Regions from separate parts of the Mus musculus genome. Here region 1 is linked to region 2. A link is a contact called in public HiChIP or PLAC-seq data. All regions are on one chromosome and are shown on one strand. Each heading gives the region's core, a stretch centred on a gene start, on an enhancer-like site or on the middle of the called end of the contact. The rest is flanking DNA. Distances are from core to core; before and after follow the strand shown.

Evidence for each region. HiChIP or PLAC-seq counts read pairs in DNA pulled down with a chosen protein or histone mark.
Region 1: an H3K27ac HiChIP or PLAC-seq map of the NIH/3T3 cell line shows a contact between it and region 2, with 2.8 times the contacts expected there. The contact joins two enhancer-like sites. A contact is called at or near these places in 1 of 484 Hi-C or Micro-C datasets (cortical neurons) and 1 of 115 datasets of contacts at active chromatin or transcription factors (the NIH/3T3 cell line).

Annotation. Positions count from the first base shown.
Region 1 is chr1:170,133,166-170,138,027 of GRCm38.p6, forward strand. No RefSeq gene overlaps it. Among named protein-coding and RNA genes, the nearest start is that of Uap1, 39 kb to the right of the region's middle. Within about 2 kb of position 3,421, at least 104 of the 459 cell types and tissues checked have an H3K27ac peak or open chromatin away from gene starts, as enhancers often do. A contact at or near this core is called in the NIH/3T3 cell line, where this site is marked.
Region 2 is chr1:169,763,428-169,768,357 of GRCm38.p6, forward strand. No RefSeq gene overlaps it. Among named protein-coding and RNA genes, the nearest start is that of Rgs4, 18 kb to the left of the region's middle. Within about 2 kb of position 1,359, at least 45 of the 459 cell types and tissues checked have an H3K27ac peak or open chromatin away from gene starts, as enhancers often do. A contact at or near this core is called in the NIH/3T3 cell line, where this site is marked.

The sequences.
Region 1 (4,862 bases), core at 2,171-4,670, 370 kb after region 2:
TGGCACACCAAAGCAAGCAAGGAGCTGGCCAAGATGATTTAAAGAGAAAATTAGATTTCCTACATGAACTTTGCAAAGTTCCCCAGTACATTCTTAGGGATCTAAAAGACTCAAACTAAGCCCATAAGTATGCCTATAAGTGGCTAAGAAAGGTATATTTTCTCAACTCTGGCTAACAATAAGATACTGGGCAAACAAAAATTGAGAAAAAAAGAAGCTGACTAGAGGCTGGAGAGATGGCTCAGTGGTTAAGAGCACTGACTGTTCCTCCAGAGGTCCTGAGGTCCTGAGTTCAATTCTCAGCAACCACATGATGGCTCACAACCATCTGTAATAAGATCTGAAGCCCTCTTCTGGTGTGTTTGAAGACAGCTACAGTGTACTCACATAAATTAAATAAATAAATACATCTGAAAGAGAGAGAAAGAAAGAAAGAAAGAAAGAAAGAAAGAAAGAAAGAAAGAAAGAAAGAAAGAAAGAAAGAAAGAAAGACAGACAGACAGAAAGAGAGAGAGAGAGAGAGAGAAGAAGGGAGGGAGGGAGGAAGGAAGGAAGGAAGGAAGGAAGGAAGGAAGGAAGGAAGGAAGGAAGGAAGGAAGGAAGGAAGGAAGGAAACTGACTAGTGTGTTGAGAATGTACCCTGGCACTCACATAGAATCTGTCAGCAGAAAGCAGAAAAACAACATTTGGTTTAAAATATCTAAAAAAGTTTCTCTTATAGCTGGCCACTAAGTACAACTAACGGAAACATTAGTGTTCACCCATGCAAAACATGAAGACTATTAAGTCAGTAACAATGAGGAAAAAAGAAATGTGATTTTCAGAGTCACTATGCTGTGCTATTTTAATTATCTAGTAGTTTTTAAATGACTTACACAAGACCAAGAAAATTAGTCTATGTAAGAGGGAAAAAAAGTAGTTGATAAAAATAGATCCTGGGGAAACCCTAATGCAGGCTTACTAGTAAAAGGCTTTAAAGCAGACATCATAAATCTTTTCTAAGAAATAAAAAAAAAACTCAGTGCAAATAGTTAAGAGCAAGCCTGAGAACGATGTCTTATAAATAAGAAATTGCTAATTTTAAAGAACTAAGCAAAATCTTAGAGATGAACGGTACTATAAATAACCAAAATTAAAATTCCATAGATGAGAAAACTTGGTTGGTAAAGTGTTTGTACAAAGTGTGAAGACTCGAATTCGATCCCCAGAACCTATCTGAAGAGGTGCAGGGCATAAATCTAGACACTGTAACTGAAGAAACCACACAGTTTGGTTGCAGGACACAAAGGAGTCAAAGTGAGATTGACCAGGAAACCTTTTCCCCTGCTGGCTTTCCGAGTGCCAGGAGGGGCTAGGCAGACAGCAGAGGGAGAAAGACATCCGTGGTCTTCCTCAGCACAGGACCGTGCAGGCTACAATACCGGCCTGCTTAGGTGAGATGTGTACACGGATGCAATTGTAGTTTGACAGTTACAGAGTCACCAATCCCTTTCTGATCCACAAGAAAAAAGGATTCATCCCCAGTACTGTATCCTGGTCAAAAACTCATAGCTGTGAAGACAATATGCCCTAGATATGGGGAGACTACATGACCTAAATACTCGCTTTCATACCCACAGACCTGGGCTACTCTCAGTCTTGGTCAGAGAAGGTTTTGATTTTTGTTGTGGTAGCTGGCAGCCATAAACGCAGACACTTAAAACTAGTCGACGGGCTAAGAATAGAGGACTGCTAGTGCTTGGCTCTCAATGAGACGTCCATATCACCTATGCGCCCAAGGCTCGGGGAACACTGCGGAAGAAAAGGTGGAAGGGATGTAAGAGTGGACAGGAGTGCTTTGAGATGTCTTCCGGACATGACGTAGCAGTTGCACACGTGAACTCCATTAGCTATGTTTGTCTGCACAGGCTCAAGGCAGTCAAAACTCCACCAGGGATGGGGAAAACAAGGCCCCCCGCCCCTAGCTGAGAAGCCATTGGCTACTGCTGGCTGCTGGCAGAGGGAGAGTGGTTTTCCTTTGTTTATATGGCCGCTGGTAAGTTGCTCCAGTGGATAGCCTCATACCTGGGTACATATGGACAATAATAATTATACTCAATGGTGTATGTATGTGTATATGTATGTGTATGTATATATATATATATATATATATGTATATGTATACACACACATACATATATACATATGTATATATATGAATGAAAAGGTCATAAAGTTGGAAATGGAACATACCAAGTGGCCACCCACAGGGAGTCAGAGGAAGTAAATAAAGGTGGTATGGTGCTGCCCAGATTCAGGGTGGATATTTTGTTTATGGTTTTGTTTGTTTGTTTGTTTGTCTTTGTTTTTTTAAACTTCTCTGGAAATGTCCTCTCTTGGTCAAGGTGTGTCTCCTAGGTAACTCCAAAATCCAATCACATTGACAATGGCGACTATCCACCACAAGTCCATATATATTAAGCCTTTTAAGCCCGAGAGCTGGCTCAGAGAAATACCCCTGCTAAGCAGAGAACAATTCCCTGGGTAGGGTTAGGACCAGGATGCCACCTATCCTAGCTTGCGGGGATGAGGCTCAGGGCTCCAAAGAGGAGGATGGTTGGAAAGATGTGTAAGACACACAGGAAAGTGGTCAGTTATTTCTGGAGAACCGGACTTTGGAAAAGTTGAACTTGGTTGAGGCAAAAAATTGGAATTTCTTATATCATGATTTAATTGTCTAGATGCAAGAAAATGATCCATTCAATTAAATGATAAGTTATAATTAACTTTTAATGAATTTACTAATTCTTTTTTTTGGGGGGGGTGTCGGTCTTCAAACCTAGGGCTATGCAGTCCAGGCACTCTACCACTGAGCTACACCACCCCCCTGCACCCTCTTTTGAAAAGGGTTTTTGTTGAAATGGAATATAGAAAAGATATATTGAAAAAGAAACCTCACCAATTTGTAGAATCCTTGCTATTGCTATTTCTGTCTGTCATAAGCTCTGTCTCGTCCTTCATCTTCACCTATCATCTCTGCCATTTAAACCACACTTAGGCTTGAATTAATCTTAGTAAGCAGTTGGCGCCTAAATCCTGACCCCAGCTCAGATCTAGCATGTAGTCTGAACTGTTACTACCTAGATGCACATCCTTAAGGGAGTGGCTTCTTTTGGAACTCAGTTACTTATATGTAAAATGAATCATTCAAACTAAGTACTCTGGTCTGCTGCAAGTGGGAAGAATAACAGAAAGACACACCTGTAGCGTCAGGGGCAAGATGGTTGGGCTAGGAAGGAAGCTCTGGGAGGATGCATAATGACATTCATTGCTGCAAAGCCAGAGCTCCTGAACCAAGGCTGAGTTGCTACTTCATCCCAGCCTTTGTTCATACTGCCCTCTGCTGCTCAGACATAACCCTTCCACAAAAGCCACAAAGAACTGTGGCCTGCCAAGACGAGGCCTCGGGGACAGCTGACTCACAGGAAGTAGTCTATAGTACAGTCAGAAGACGTGAGGAACCAAGTCTGCCAAAAATATTCTGCTTCAGGGCTTCGACTATTACCCTCATATTTTATGTCTCTTCATGGCAGCGTTTCATGTATTTCAGGCTCACTCCAAACTCACTATGAATTTAAGCTCCTTCTGCCTCCATTTGTCAGGGGCTGCAATTACAGTTGTGCACACCATCCTGGGTCTGATACCCTCAAAATCCTAACCTCGAGTTTTCTTTATACTAGGCCTCCTAACAGCTTGGCATATTAGAGCTAGGTTAAGTCCTGAGGGAAAGGACAATGGCAACTACATTGTAGAGGATTTCAGAAGGCTATGGGAGGTGGGGGGAGTCCCTATCCACAGATGTGTCCAATCTTTTTGTGACATGATGTTGTCACCTAAGTTCATACTTAAGAACTAAACAGTCAAGTAACGATCCCTCTCCCGATAGCTTTTGACCAATAATGCTGATTGTAATAGTACTCTGAGCATCTCCACTTGAATATGCTTATCTGTGAGAATGGGTTCTCAAGTGTCTTCTCTTCTAGGGTTTGACTTTCCATCTCCTATATGTGAGTTATCAAGATTTCTATTGCATTTCCCAATTGCTCAATGAATAGGGTTGGATGGGATCTTGTGCTCTCAGGCCCTCTTCTACTATGACATTCTGACTTGTGCCAGATTCAGGCTGCCAAATGCTCGCCTCTTCAGGATGTCTTTTATGAGCAGATAAACATGTTCAAAGAATGTAGGAATCTTTCCCTTGAAACAATTAGATTTGCCTAAATATAGTCCTGTTCTCTCAAATGTTAAGTATTCCCAGAAGTGCCCTGCTGCCACACATACTCACACATACATACTCACACACATATGCACACACATACACACATGCACACTCACATACACACACACCTACCTTCCAGATAACAAGAAAATGTCACCCAGGCCCAGGAACAATTGATTGGTCTTCGGCTGATGTTGCATAACCTTGTCAAGATCCTCATTACTTCACAGTAGCCCAAGTATGGCTCTGCCTTCAGTCATCTGGTCCTCTCTCTTCTTGTGCTATGAGGCCAAAGTTTGCCAACTTGCCTCTTCCTTGAACTATTGATGGTGACAGTCACAAAAAACAATTGATTCTTAGCCTTTCCATTTCCTCTTCAGCACAAAGAACTTAAACCTTGTAAAAACACAACTGTTTCTGTCTGTTCCTCTCTCCAACACTTTAGCTTGTGCTCAACATTTTCAGAATGCTGTTTGGATTGGACCATGTGACAAGACTGTAGAGCCAGAAGACTTGGATTTTAATCCCTACTCTTCCATATCCTAGTAATGAAATTTTAAGTTACTTAAGCCCCATCTTTGACCAATGAATTATATCTTGAAAC
Region 2 (4,930 bases), core at 109-2,608:
CGTCTACAATGCAGTCTTCAGCAACGGCCCCGTATAGTCCTCTCAGGCTCTGAGAGGATTTCATACTTTTATCAAGAGAGTCTCACTCTGTTCCCCTTTGGGAAAGAAACGAAGATGAATTTGCTATTGGAGAATCCTTTAAAAGGAAGCACACTGTTTCCAACGGATTTTCCAAGATACCAACCTGGCAATTCTTATTCCGTGTGAAGTTTTCCTCTATAGATCAGAATTCTGTCTATATCGTAACCAGAGGCTGGCTTGTATTGAAGATTGCAATCGAGTTGGTGCGGAGGAGCTTTATAAACCCCAAGAATCAGGAAGCATGTAAGGACCATGTCTTAGTGGTTCACAAAATCCACCTCCTCTGCACTGCCGCACCCCAGTCCCCAGGAGCTCTCAATACACAGTCTCTTGCAGTCCCTACATCATGCCAAACTAGGGGAGAGAAAGGAAAGAATCTTGAGCCCATTTTCCAGATAAGAAAACTGAGAACAAGAAAAGGAGATCGAGAAAGGGCCTATTGGAAAAACCTGTCAGTTATTGATACTGGAGTCCCATGATATCACAGCCCCTCTCTGAATTATGACCTGTGTAACCTGACTAGAGACATACGGAGACCTCAGGGACTGTGCTAGCAGCAGTGGCCATTCAATGAATGGCCAGCATCATTTCTACTTGATAGAAAAATCAAGCAGAAAAATGGACCAGCCTTTTAGAAATTATGCCACTGGAGCATCATTGATGGGGACTGCGGATGATTTAATCTGCTTTGAGATACCAAACAGCATCCAACAGCAGGTTGTTATGGCAACACTACTCTTCTCTTAGTGGCTTCAAACAAAAATATCTCAAGGGCAGAGTAATTAGGTAAGTAGAGCAGAGAGTCGGTGTTTCATGCAGTCATTTTCCAGTGATTACCATTTCATTGTGCCCAGTGCTCAGAGGCCTGCTAATAAGGCAGACTGTGTGTGTGTGTGTGTGTGTGTGTGTGTGTGTGTGTGTGTGTATTATGTGGGTCCCACAGGGGAAGTGTCTTTGATTAGCACTTGTCCTCCAAACTCCATTACTAGCTTGTGCCATATGGCAGATTCCCACTGAACACATATGCAACGAAATAAAAGAATATGGGGGACGGCAAGACACGCACAGCCTCCGACTGCGTCTGTCAGGGACTATGAGTGTGTGCTGGGAGAACAGTGTTTGCCGTACCTTGCTTTATTTTTTTTTTAAATTAAATTGAAACACATCCCAGTGTTACTTGTTCCAGCTCTGACTCATGTTGTCATTTCCCAACACTCCCAAGAGGTCCTCTGCTTCTGTTTCTAATGCCTGGCATCCCTCCCCACCCCATCAGCCTCCATCATAACTCTCCCCACTGACTCTGCCCCGGAAATACAGAACTCCCCTGCTCAATGGCTTATTCATACTGGGAGAATGTTGCTGGGGAGAATGTCTCCAGGTTTCAAACTTCCTATACTTTAGATTGTGCCCCTGCCCCCAAAAGACATGAAGGAAAAGGAAAAATGAGCTGGTGTTCTTTGAATACTCACTTTGGGCCAGGGTTTAGTCAGGTGCTTGGGGCTATCCGTACTCATAGCACACATGAGAAATGGAGACTCATTCATATTAAAACCAAATTCCAGAATCACGTGGCTACTGAAGAACTGAGTCAGAATACGTACGAAATGTTGGATGAGCTCAAAGCCTTCAATTTTTATGACCCCACATTGTCTTACTGAAGAAGGCTTATGCATTTTGATATGAGAGATCCAATATCTCATCCCCTTGGTCCCACTGTGGTCTCTTGTCTGTTTTTAGGACTGTTGTTTCTACACTCTTACGACAGCTACTCATAACTATGGTGTTTTGCACACCCCCTTCTCGGAGAGCACACTGAGAAATGTCTGAGGTCATTTTTCATGGTCACAACCAGGACTCTACAACTGACCTGTAGTTGATCAAGGTCAAGGTTCGACTAGCCATCTTAATGTCTGGATAATATTCTCCACTAGAAAGAACTCTTCTGTCCAAAACATCAGTTGCTTTTAAGTTGAAGATGATCCTAAAAATTGTCCCCACAAGAAAGAACTCTCCTATCCAGAGGATATGGGGAGTTCTTTGGGGTTTATCTATGAAGACAAAGCCTGTGGCTTCTCAAGAAGTAGATAATATCATGGAATTTAGTTCACTGATGTCTCTCCAGTCATCAAGCAGGTAGGACAGGACTGCAGTTCAAGCCTGTTGCCAGGAGGGATCTGAGCATTTTCCTCCATTTGAGTGGAGAGGCAGGTAGGCATTATTACACAGTGGCATGGCAGTGTACACTCTGTGAATTTGTGGGGAACCAGGGAAATTTGTCTATGCAAAAGTTGCGACACTTGAGCTGGGTCACAAAGAGTACACAGCACTCTCCAGACGGACCCAGGATGAGGCAAGCATTCCAAAAGTGTGAACAGTGTTACTGTGCATCCTAAAGATGGTGCAAAGCATAAGAGGGATGTGAGTAGTTCCGAGGACCTAACATAACATGGTGTGGCCCTAAGAAGCTGAGCAGGTAGACAGAAGCCAGCTCTCAGAAGGCTCCAGTGTCACTTCCATTTTGTCTTCTAGATGACAAGGAGCCTTGAAGCACTGGTTTCAGGTTTTCATTGAAATAGAGTCATGATCATCCTGTCCTAAAGACCAGTTGGATTCCTCGTCTGCCCTGCTTTGCTTCTCTGTTGCTGTGATAAATACCGAGCCAAAGCAACTTGGGAAAGAAGTGTTTGTCCAATGGATTCCTCATCAACGGAAGCCGAGGCAGGAACCTGAAGGAGGAACTGAAGCAGAAACTGACTGGCTTGCTTCCTATGGCTTGCTTACTCTTGTGCAGCCCACACCTACCTTCCCAGGAGTGGCACTGCCCACAATGGGCAAGGCTCTTCTGAATCAATCATCGATCAAGGAAATGTCCCAATAGACACATCCACACCCCAATCCGATGGAGGAAGTTTCTCAGTTCCCTTTTGCTAAGTGACTCCACTTGTACAAAATTCAGCACACATTTCAGTAACATAGGGACAAGTGGAAATACTCATGTCCTAGAACTCCATTTTAGTATGTTTCACATTCTTATAACAAGTGTTCCAGGTTTGGCTGACACTTCTAAGGGTCCACATCCTGGCAAATGTCCTGTACTAAACTCTGGAAGGCCTCTAGAAGATGGATGAAGTCACAGTGGGAGAAACATAAGAGATTACACAGAAGACAGGGAGCCTACCACTGCAAATAGATCAGGCTCTCTCTCTCTCTCTCTCTCTCTCTCTCTCTCTCTCTCTCTCTCTCTCTCTCTCTCTCTCGTGAAAATCCACTCACTCTTGTAAGATCCAACCGACTCTAGGAGAAGAATAGACATCTCTTCTGAGAAGACCATCCTAACTCTTCCCCTGGAATATACTTTTTAATGGTACTTTGGTACCATCTCAGCATGGCTACTTTGGGAATAAAACTTTCAGTATGTGGAGCTCAAACTACACCCTAATAATAGCATGTGGCTATAAGATAGAGCCCAGGTGGCTTACAACCATTTAGTCATGGTTATAGACATTAGAAGTCAGAAATCAATATGCCAGCTGGTCCATGCTCTGTGGGAAGCCTCAAGGGGCATATCACTTCCTCAATCTTTGCCATTCTTTGGTTTAAGTTAAATCATTCCAATTTCCATCTGTCCATCACATGGCTTTCTCCCTCTAGATCTCCAAATCCACATTTCTCTCTTCTTAGGTGGGTACCAGTCATATTACTGTGGAAGCTTTCCTAATCCAGTATGATATAATCTTGATTTAATTATACCTTTAAAGTTCTTATCTCCAAATAAGGTCATGTTCAGGTATTAGTAGTTAGGGCTTTAAAAATCTTTCTCTCTTTGTTTGTTTGTTTGTTTGTTTCTCTTTCTGTTTTGGAAAGGTCGCACTATGTAGTTATGGTTGGCCTAATTCTTACTATTTAGTGATAGCGTCAAACTCTTGGCAACCCTCCTGATTATTGGCATTACAGGCATAGGCCACCATACACAGCTTTCCACATATCTGTGTGGTTGTTCTTGTTTAAAAAGTTGATTATTCTATTTTACTTGTATGTATGTGTGTCTGATTGCACAAATTTATGGGCACCACATGTGTACAGGTGCCCAGTGAGGACAGAAAAGCATCCTGGTTCCTTTGGAACTGGAGTTCCAGGTGACAGTGAGCCACCTAATGTGGTAAGAGCTGTAAGCACTCTTAACTACAAAATCAGCACTCCAGCCCCTCAACATACCCCTTGAAGATGTCATCTTGAGCATTTTATCAGCACATATTAATTATAGTAGATTTATATATAATAAATTATGATATTCATCCTCATTACCATCTCTTGTTCTTCCCCACTCCTGCTGATCCCCTTCCGTTACCAACTGCCCCTCTTCTTCTATCTTATCTTTTGTGAGGAGTGACCCAATGAGTTCCATTAGGGTTCCTCCCAAGGGCATGAGTGAGGAGTTATTTACAGAAGCATTCGCAACTTACCAGTGGCCACACTACTGAAGAGAACATTCTACTTCCTACAACCACTTACTGTCTATATGTCCTCAGGGAAGCCTGAGGCCTTCTGAGCTCCTTTGCTGTCCAATCTTATACAGGTCTCCTGTTGGTACTCACAACTTCATTGTGTTCCTGAGCAAAATGGTCACAGTATATCTTTTTCTGAATGTAAAGCTCAACCAACAATGGGCTAGTCAAAAATTTCTCCTTAGACATGTCAAGTTTCTCTAAACTGGGACGAACATCTGTTTTCTGGGACCATTGCTCTGAGGACATTGAAATATCTCTAAAATGGGATAAATAACTTGTGCAAGGTTTATGCATAGTAAAGAAAATTATGGTTGTAACAGCTTGAATAGGACATGTCACAG